2 separate regions of the Arachis hypogaea genome follow, and region 2 is linked to region 1. Evidence: chromatin contacts called from public Hi-C data. All regions are on one chromosome and are shown on one strand. The core of a region is the stretch at or near the end of the contact, and the rest is flanking DNA. Distances in the headings are between cores, read along the strand shown. Region 1 holds the start of LOC112801602. Region 2 holds the start of LOC112801603 (ninja-family protein AFP3).

What was found. Hi-C and Micro-C count contacts between places; a contact is called where the count stands out from the background.
Region 2: a Hi-C map of leaf shows a contact between it and region 1, with 2.5 times the contacts expected there. The contact joins the promoter of LOC112801603 here to the promoter of LOC112801602 in region 1. A contact is called at or near these places in 4 of 8 Hi-C or Micro-C datasets (all in leaf).

Annotation. Positions count from the first base shown.
Region 1 is chr5:56,096,975-56,100,751 of arahy.Tifrunner.gnm2.J5K5, forward strand. It overlaps LOC112801602, which reads left to right and starts at 1,609. Exons shown (of 10, transcript XM_025844425.3): 1 at 1,609-2,141; 2 at 2,249-2,667; 3 at 2,766-2,860; 4 at 3,013-3,120; 5 at 3,470-3,552. The coding sequence starts at 2,440.
Region 2 is chr5:56,255,505-56,259,281 of arahy.Tifrunner.gnm2.J5K5, forward strand. It overlaps LOC112801603 (ninja-family protein AFP3), which reads left to right and starts at 2,143. Exons shown (of 2, transcript XM_025844427.3): 1 at 2,143-3,513. The coding sequence starts at 2,706.

The DNA of each region.
Region 1 (3,777 bases), core at 359-2,858:
CTTCTTCCATTCCCTTGTTGTAATTTCCTTTATGTTGTTCTTGTGTTTTGTTGTAGATCTACTTTTGTTTCTTCTACTCTCTTTCAATTCAATCAAGGTAATTCATAATAAATGTGTTTCTTTTGATTGTTGTTGTTAATTCCTTTCAATAATTGTTGTTAGATTTCATTCTTGTTGTCAATTTACTATGCTTTTCTTTTGTGCCTTCCAAGTGTTTGAGAAAATGCTTGGTTGGATTCTAGAGTAGAGTTTTATGTTCTTGGCTTGGAAAGGTAACTTAGGAACTCTTGAGTTACTAATATCCAAGTAATTGATGATTGGGATCCATTGACTCTAGTTCTCACTTATTGAATTAGTGGAGAGTTAGGACTTATGGACTAGGATTGATATAGCTCATTTGACTTTCCTTTACTACTAGTTAGAGGATGATTTAATGAGATTAATCCTTGCCAATTCTCATATTGTGGTTAGTGATTAGGATAGAGATCCTTGACCACCAACCCTTGCCAAGACCTTTTTAGGCCTTAGTTTACTTTCTTGCCATTTATCTTTCATGTTTCTTATTAAAACCCCAAAAATAACTCACAACCAATTCCTAGGGAGAACGACCCGATGTTTGAATACTTCGGTTATAAATTTTAGGGGTTTGTTACTTGTGACAAACAATCTTTTGTATGAAAGGATTATTGTTAGTTTAGAAACTATACTTGCAACGATAATTCATTTGTGAAATTCTAAACCGTCAAAAATTCGATCATCAAAAACCTCCAGCAACAACTGAAGAGATCCCATTATCTCAATCTGCTCTCTAACGAGAGGTGTGATACTTATTGTTATTGACCTCCTTTATCTTATTACTGAGAAGCTATTGATCAATTGATTCTGTATACATGTTGGAGATGATAGTAGAAATAAGACAGCTAACACATCTCAATTGAATTCATCTGCATCAGCTAATAAGGTGCCACAATATCCAACCAACCCAGCTCTTCAAAGAAGTAGAGTTTTTAGGCCCCGAACTCCCTAAGCATTACCCCCAATCTGTTCTACCAACTATGGCACTATGTATTCCTCTAGCAAATGCTAAACCATTTGCTCCACATAGTGTGTCATCCGAAACAATAACAGCTGCTAGTGTTGGAATTGCATCAAGAATTTTTAACTTCATCTTTACATCTGGGTTTAAAACTCTTAAAAAGACTGGGTAAATTGTGATAGTTTGTTTTAGTATATTAATAGTATGTTGGTAGTATATTATTAGCATTTGAGAGTTGAGACTCAATTCAAGACCTTTTAATTATATAATTTGGTGTAGCAGCGTCTCACTATCTTTAGGAAAAGTATAAATGGTATTAGATATAAGTTTTGATGTAATATTTTAATATGGTATTTTAGTGTGGCAGCAACTTGCCTTCTTTAGAGAATGTATATGACTACAAGATTATGTTTATGTTAAATGTTCATTTAGTTGTTCTTCAAGTTTCATTAGTTTTTCCTCCGCCATATAATTTTGATTCTGATAGTATCTCCCGTGTTTTCCATCAGAGCAACACCACTAGAATCTTGATAAATAGAAGATACATATTCATCAAGTAATGGATAGAAATTGCATTGAGGTGATGCAGTCTACAATAACAAGTACACATCAATAACATTGAAATAAATATCATTTAACAATAATCACACATCAGTAACATTAAGATAGAAATCATTTAACAAATAATGAACCACATGGTTAACAGTACCTTAAAATTTGGACATCCAAAAATAGCTTGTCTGGATTTTTCTCTGTTCTTGACATGTATAGAATAGCATAAACACCACATTTACATGTAGGAACAACAAATCTTCTTCTGGTGTGATTACTCACAAGCATATCCTTCTTTGCCACTTTAGCTCTGCTCGTCACCTCCATCTCCTTCAACTCCACTCTTGTTCATTTTTTAGGGTTTCGCAGCTTGCAGAACAACAAATAGAAGTTTTCATACCAGTATTCAATCCATTGCGACGCTGTTTTCAATTGAAGAGTTAGGGTTAATTAGATCTTTATCGAATTTCATCTGTGCATCGTATCAGTTTCCATCCAATTCGGAATTAACAGTTCAAGAGATAATGGATATCTCATCCCATTAACAATCTATGTAAGCATTTTTTTTTCGTTAGCCTTTAACATTAAACTTGATGAAAGAATGACATTATCCTAAAATTTATGAGAATAGAAACCGATTTAAGATTTTTAAATTCTCAGAAATGGCGTTGTCCTGGAGGTAAAGGTCAAGATCAGGATCAAGATCGGCTGAGTGTTTACTCTATTTGGATTTTAGACACGAACTTCGTCCAAAGTATTGTTGAGTCCATACTCCCCCCAAAAAACGCTTAGTGTGTTAGCAGTCGAATTCAACTTAAAACCTTGATCAAAGTTGTCGTCAACTCCCCACAATGTTGTCAAAGCTTGCTACCTCTTCTCTAGCTTCGTTCTCGCCGTGTTTCCAATTCAATGCCAAAAACCTCAACCTCTCTCGCACTAAACCCTTATTCTTCAAACACCTTCGAAGAAGAGCAACCGTGTCTATTCCCTTCCATTTTGGTTCTCTGAGTGAAAGAACTCTTCCATCAGTTTGTTTCTCCAATCCTCGAGACGAATCTGAAACCAAGTTACAGGACAAGGTACCAGTTTTGCTACTTTTTCGTTGCTCCATTAAAGTGAGAAGATGAAAGAATAAGGCCATTTTAGTGCTTACTTTTGTATCATTCTCTTAATTTAGGAATCTGGATCGAACAAATGGCCAATTCTCCAGCGATGGCAGGTGCCTTGGCAATGGCAAACACTTGCGTTAACTTCTCTGTCCTGTGGATTAGGGTTTGTTTTGAATACCTACCGTGATTTCATATCAAATGTGTCAAATAATGTAAAATCATGTAGAATCATGTTACTGTTACCGTTGATTTGTGTGTTTATTCAGTTATTTGCTTGGTTTTCGAAGGTTCTAGTGTTAATTCTTTTCCAGCCAGTTTCGTTTTTACAGGTTTGGTTGAGGCAGCAGCAGTAATAAATCTGGGCATTCAGTACGATGAGCTAAGTTTAGATGAGAAATCGGAGATAAGTTTCGCGGAGCAGGGGTATGCAACATCTTTTTTAGACTGTTACCCTTATACTTTTGCAAATTCTTTTGGCAAATTGTGAAGTAGCTTCTACCTTTTTGCTTTTTGTTAGTGATTGTTAAGGATATTGAAGTGATGCAGGCATGTCATGTTTTTATAGCCAGACCACAGGATAATGCTCATAGTAGCCAGTAATGTAACTTATGCGAAAATTTTTATCTTTAACTTTAGGTCTTTGCCTTTTTGACTGTTTTCCTTATTTGGGAAGCACTTAATCATGTAAATCTATCTAAATAACATAATTTTCTTTCCAATGTTAAAGTGAAGGCTGTTCTGATTACGTTATTTTTTTGTATTCATTTGGCAGCCTTATAACTGCTGTTGTACTTGGAATTATTTATCGTATGGCTAACAGTTACCAGCCACTGTCAGAAGACTTCTTCAAATATGGTAATTGATCATTCCAAAAGTTTTCAGAATTTCATAGAATACAAGCAAATAGTTTCAAATGTTTATATGTATGCCAACCATTTAGTCCACTGCAGAATGTGTTGTAGCTTTCTTGCATAATTATTGTTGCAGTGTGTTGTCTCAAACCTCATTCTAGTCAGATTTTGATCTATAGAATCATAGTATCTTGTGTTGTTGCTTATCTCATCTTCATTTAAAGGCGAA
Region 2 (3,777 bases), core at 893-3,392, 160 kb after region 1:
TAATGATTTAAGAAAGTCTGCCAGTACCAAGTGTATAACTTTCAAGGATCGAAGGAGGTGGAAACCTCCAACAGGTGACACTTTTAAAGTTAATTGTGATGCGAGTCTATTTTCTGATGGAAACCTAGCAGGAATTGGTTGTGTTATTAGAGATTCTAATGGGCGTTGGATTTCGGGTTGTTCTAGTAGCTATCCTCCAGGGCTTATCGTCAGATGTGAGCTTTTTGCTGTTTGGAGGGGTTTGATTTTATCTTGGGGTTATGGCTTGAGAGATATTGTGTGCGAAACAGATTCTCTTGACATTTTGCACATTTTAAAAAATCTAACAAATGGGCTAAATTGTGATGTGGTTGATATTCTTCAGAAGATACATGAGTTTCTATCAAGACCTTGGGTTGTGGATTTTGAATAGATTACCCGTGATGCTAACGCTGTGGCAGATTGACTGGCGAGATATACGGTCAAGACCAATCCAATGTTATTTGGTCGGAACCTTGTGATGAGCTTCAGTATCTTATGCTTGTTGATTTAGAATAATCTCTTTTTTTTATTTGCTTCTTTTTGTTTAGTCACAAAAAAAAAGGACAAAAGTTTCTTTTATCATTTATCATCCTATACGGGAATGAAAAAATATTTTGGATACAAAACACATAAATTTGTTAAGAAAAATTTAGAAATTTTACAATAATAAATATAGAATTTGTTTTAGGATAAAATACAATTTTGTGAAGAGAAAAAGTATAAAGAAAATACAATTTTTTATGTTATATAACTAAAATTTTTATGTATTTTAGTGATTTTTTGTAGTTTTTTATTCGACTAAAAAACTGCATAACTCAAAAAAATTTATGTTTTTCGAAATTAAAATTTTTGTACTGTATAATTAAAATATTTATGTTTTTTATTTGTTATTTAACTAAAAAATTTATACTATTTAAAATAATTTGTGTTATATAATTAAAATTTTTTATTTTTAATTAAAATTTGTGTGTTTTTCGACAAAATTTCTTTCTTTTAAACCACCCTTCTTTTTTATTTTTTTTTAAATAAAAAGAGGTGAAAAAATATAAATAAAGAAAAAGAAAAAATAAAAATATGAAATAACAATAAAAGAAGGATAATTGCACCGTAAGTCCGTAATAAAATTAAAAAAAATGTGTCGCAGTAGACAAAAAAATTGACCGAAATAAGTGAACTTAATTAGAAAAATCTTGGTGGTCAAATATAAATGAAATTATTTCTAATAGCATAAAATGAAATATTAAATAAGAGAAATGCTAAGTGTGCACATATTTTTTAAACTAAGTTTTTAACTTCAGTTTTTTTTTTTCTACACAAGTGGGGCACTTGTTTTCCTCTTTTTCTTTCTTATTTTTTTTGTTTTTTTTTTTATATTATTATCATTATTTTTTGTTTGTACACTTTTTTCTTTAACATCATTATTACTGTGGTTCTCATTACAGTCATAGTCACATATCACTCTATTATTATTATTATTTTAATTTTTTCTTTTTTTATTCTTTTTTGTTATCATCTTTTTTTATTTTTATCATTATTATTTTTATAATATTATTTTTTTATAAATATTCAAAAAATTAAAATATAAAATTTTATATATTATATACAAAAATTTATATATTATACTAATAAAATACATACAATTTATAAATTTTAGTGGAAAGAAACACAAAATAAAAAAGTCACAAAACAAAATTACAAAATAAATATGCTTAAAATGTAATGTATGTAAACGAAAAAAAACTTAAAATTTATTCTGTTAACCACTTTTTTGGTTTAATTAGTAACACACTCAAGAAAATCAAAATAAACCTGCAATCCATGAAGGTTAGTTGCAAGCCACGCGTCCACTTATCTGTTCTCGTACTTTTAACTGACACGTGGTAAGTTGATTCTGCCTCTCAGTTTGTCCCGACACGTGTTCCTACAGCGACAAGTTGCTGACAGCGACCCCAATTGCTAAAGCACAAACATTTTGCAGTGAAAAACCGTGTCAGTCACAACACGTGTCACCAGCACACCCTCCCAGGATAGCCACGTGGCTCACCATCCACACACTGCTTGTCACATCCTAGGGGCATTCTCGTCATCCCATAAATATTATTCCTCCAACTTCTCTTTTTCCTCTCAATTCTTCTCTTCTTCCCTTGCTTCCTTTTGATTCCTTTCAACTCTTGGGTGTCTTTCCCTTTCAATTTTTTTTTTCACAATTTTAGTCTCATTCCTCTGTACTGATAAACGAAGAAGAGAGGTGGGAAAATGAAAAATTAGCAACCTTTAATATTTTTTTGCTTCTTATATTTTATTAGGGCTTCTTCGAAATTGTGAATATAGAAATTCATTGATTGATTTCAAAATATCTTCCTTTTTTTTTCAAGAAAAAAAAAAGTTGCGATCCGGGAAGGTGGTGCTTTTTTTGTTGTGTCACTGTTGTTATTTCTGCATTATTGGATGAGGCAGAATGATTTCCTTCAGGTATTTTGCTCATTCGAATCATCATCATAATCGTCACCATCACCTTCATCATCACCATTCATTGATTTACCATCAACGCCACCGTAGCCACCACGAATCTTCTTCTATGCACACGAGCGGTGGAACTAGAGAAAGTAGCTAGCTCTGGCTTTTTCTTAGCGTTTTGTTGTTTTCCTTTCTTTCTTCTTCCTTGTGTATGGTACCAGACATTGATGTTGAATCATCGTCACTTTCATCCTCATCCATATCATCATCATCAGATGGAGAATTACCCAAGAGATCTACTTCAGAGATTCGTCGACGTGTCAACTAGTGCTGGTAGCACTAGTGAAGATATCACACAAACACTACAAGAACAACAGCATCATCAGCAAGCTAAAGAGTATGTAGAAGAAAAAGAAGCAGAAGATGCTGATGAAGAAGTTGAGCTGAACCTAGGTCTCTCTTTAGGGGGTAGATTCGGCGTTGACAAGGACGCAAAGAAGAAGCTCACGCGCTCTTCTTCAATAGTTGGTACAATGCCTCTTTTCCGGGAAGACCGGCGGATGGAGCCGCCGCATGTGGCAGCGTATCCAGCGGCGCTGATGAGGACATCATCACTGCCCACGGAGACTGAGGAGGAGTGGAGGAAGAGGAAGGAATTGCAGACTTTGCGGCGGATGGAGGCCAAGAGGAGGAGATCCGAGAAGCAGAGAGTTGCGCGGACAGAGAAGGAATCCGGTGGTGGTGCCGGAGCCGGAATCGGTAGTGGTTTGGAAGAATTGGAGGGTGGTGCAGGTGCAAGTGCAACATCAATGGGCTTGAATAGATTCGGTTCTTCAAATTTGGCGGTACAACCTTTTGGGGTGCCAAATTGGGGTGCAAGGCAAGTGGTTCTTGGTGATGTTTTGGGAAAAGGGAAAATTGGTGATAGTGGCGGCTTTCAGGGTTTGTTTGCACAACCTTCTTCTCAATGTTCTGCAGAATCTCAAGGGGGAAGTTCCTCATCAGTGTCTGAAATGGAGAGCAAGCCTTTTCTAGGTATAAACAGCAATAACAAAGTTTATAATGTTTCTTATTTGTTTTGTTTTGATCATTTTTTTGCCATACAATGAGCATCGACTTTGGTTGGGTGAAATTGGTTGACTTAAGTGTTTGTTTGGTGGTGTGGATGTAATGATGTTTGATCCTTTTTGAGTTTTTCTGTGTGTTTTGTATTATGGTGATGGTGGTGGGAATGGAATTTATTTAACTACACAATGATTGGTTATGACACATTCTTCTGTTCTTTTAGTTCTGATATTC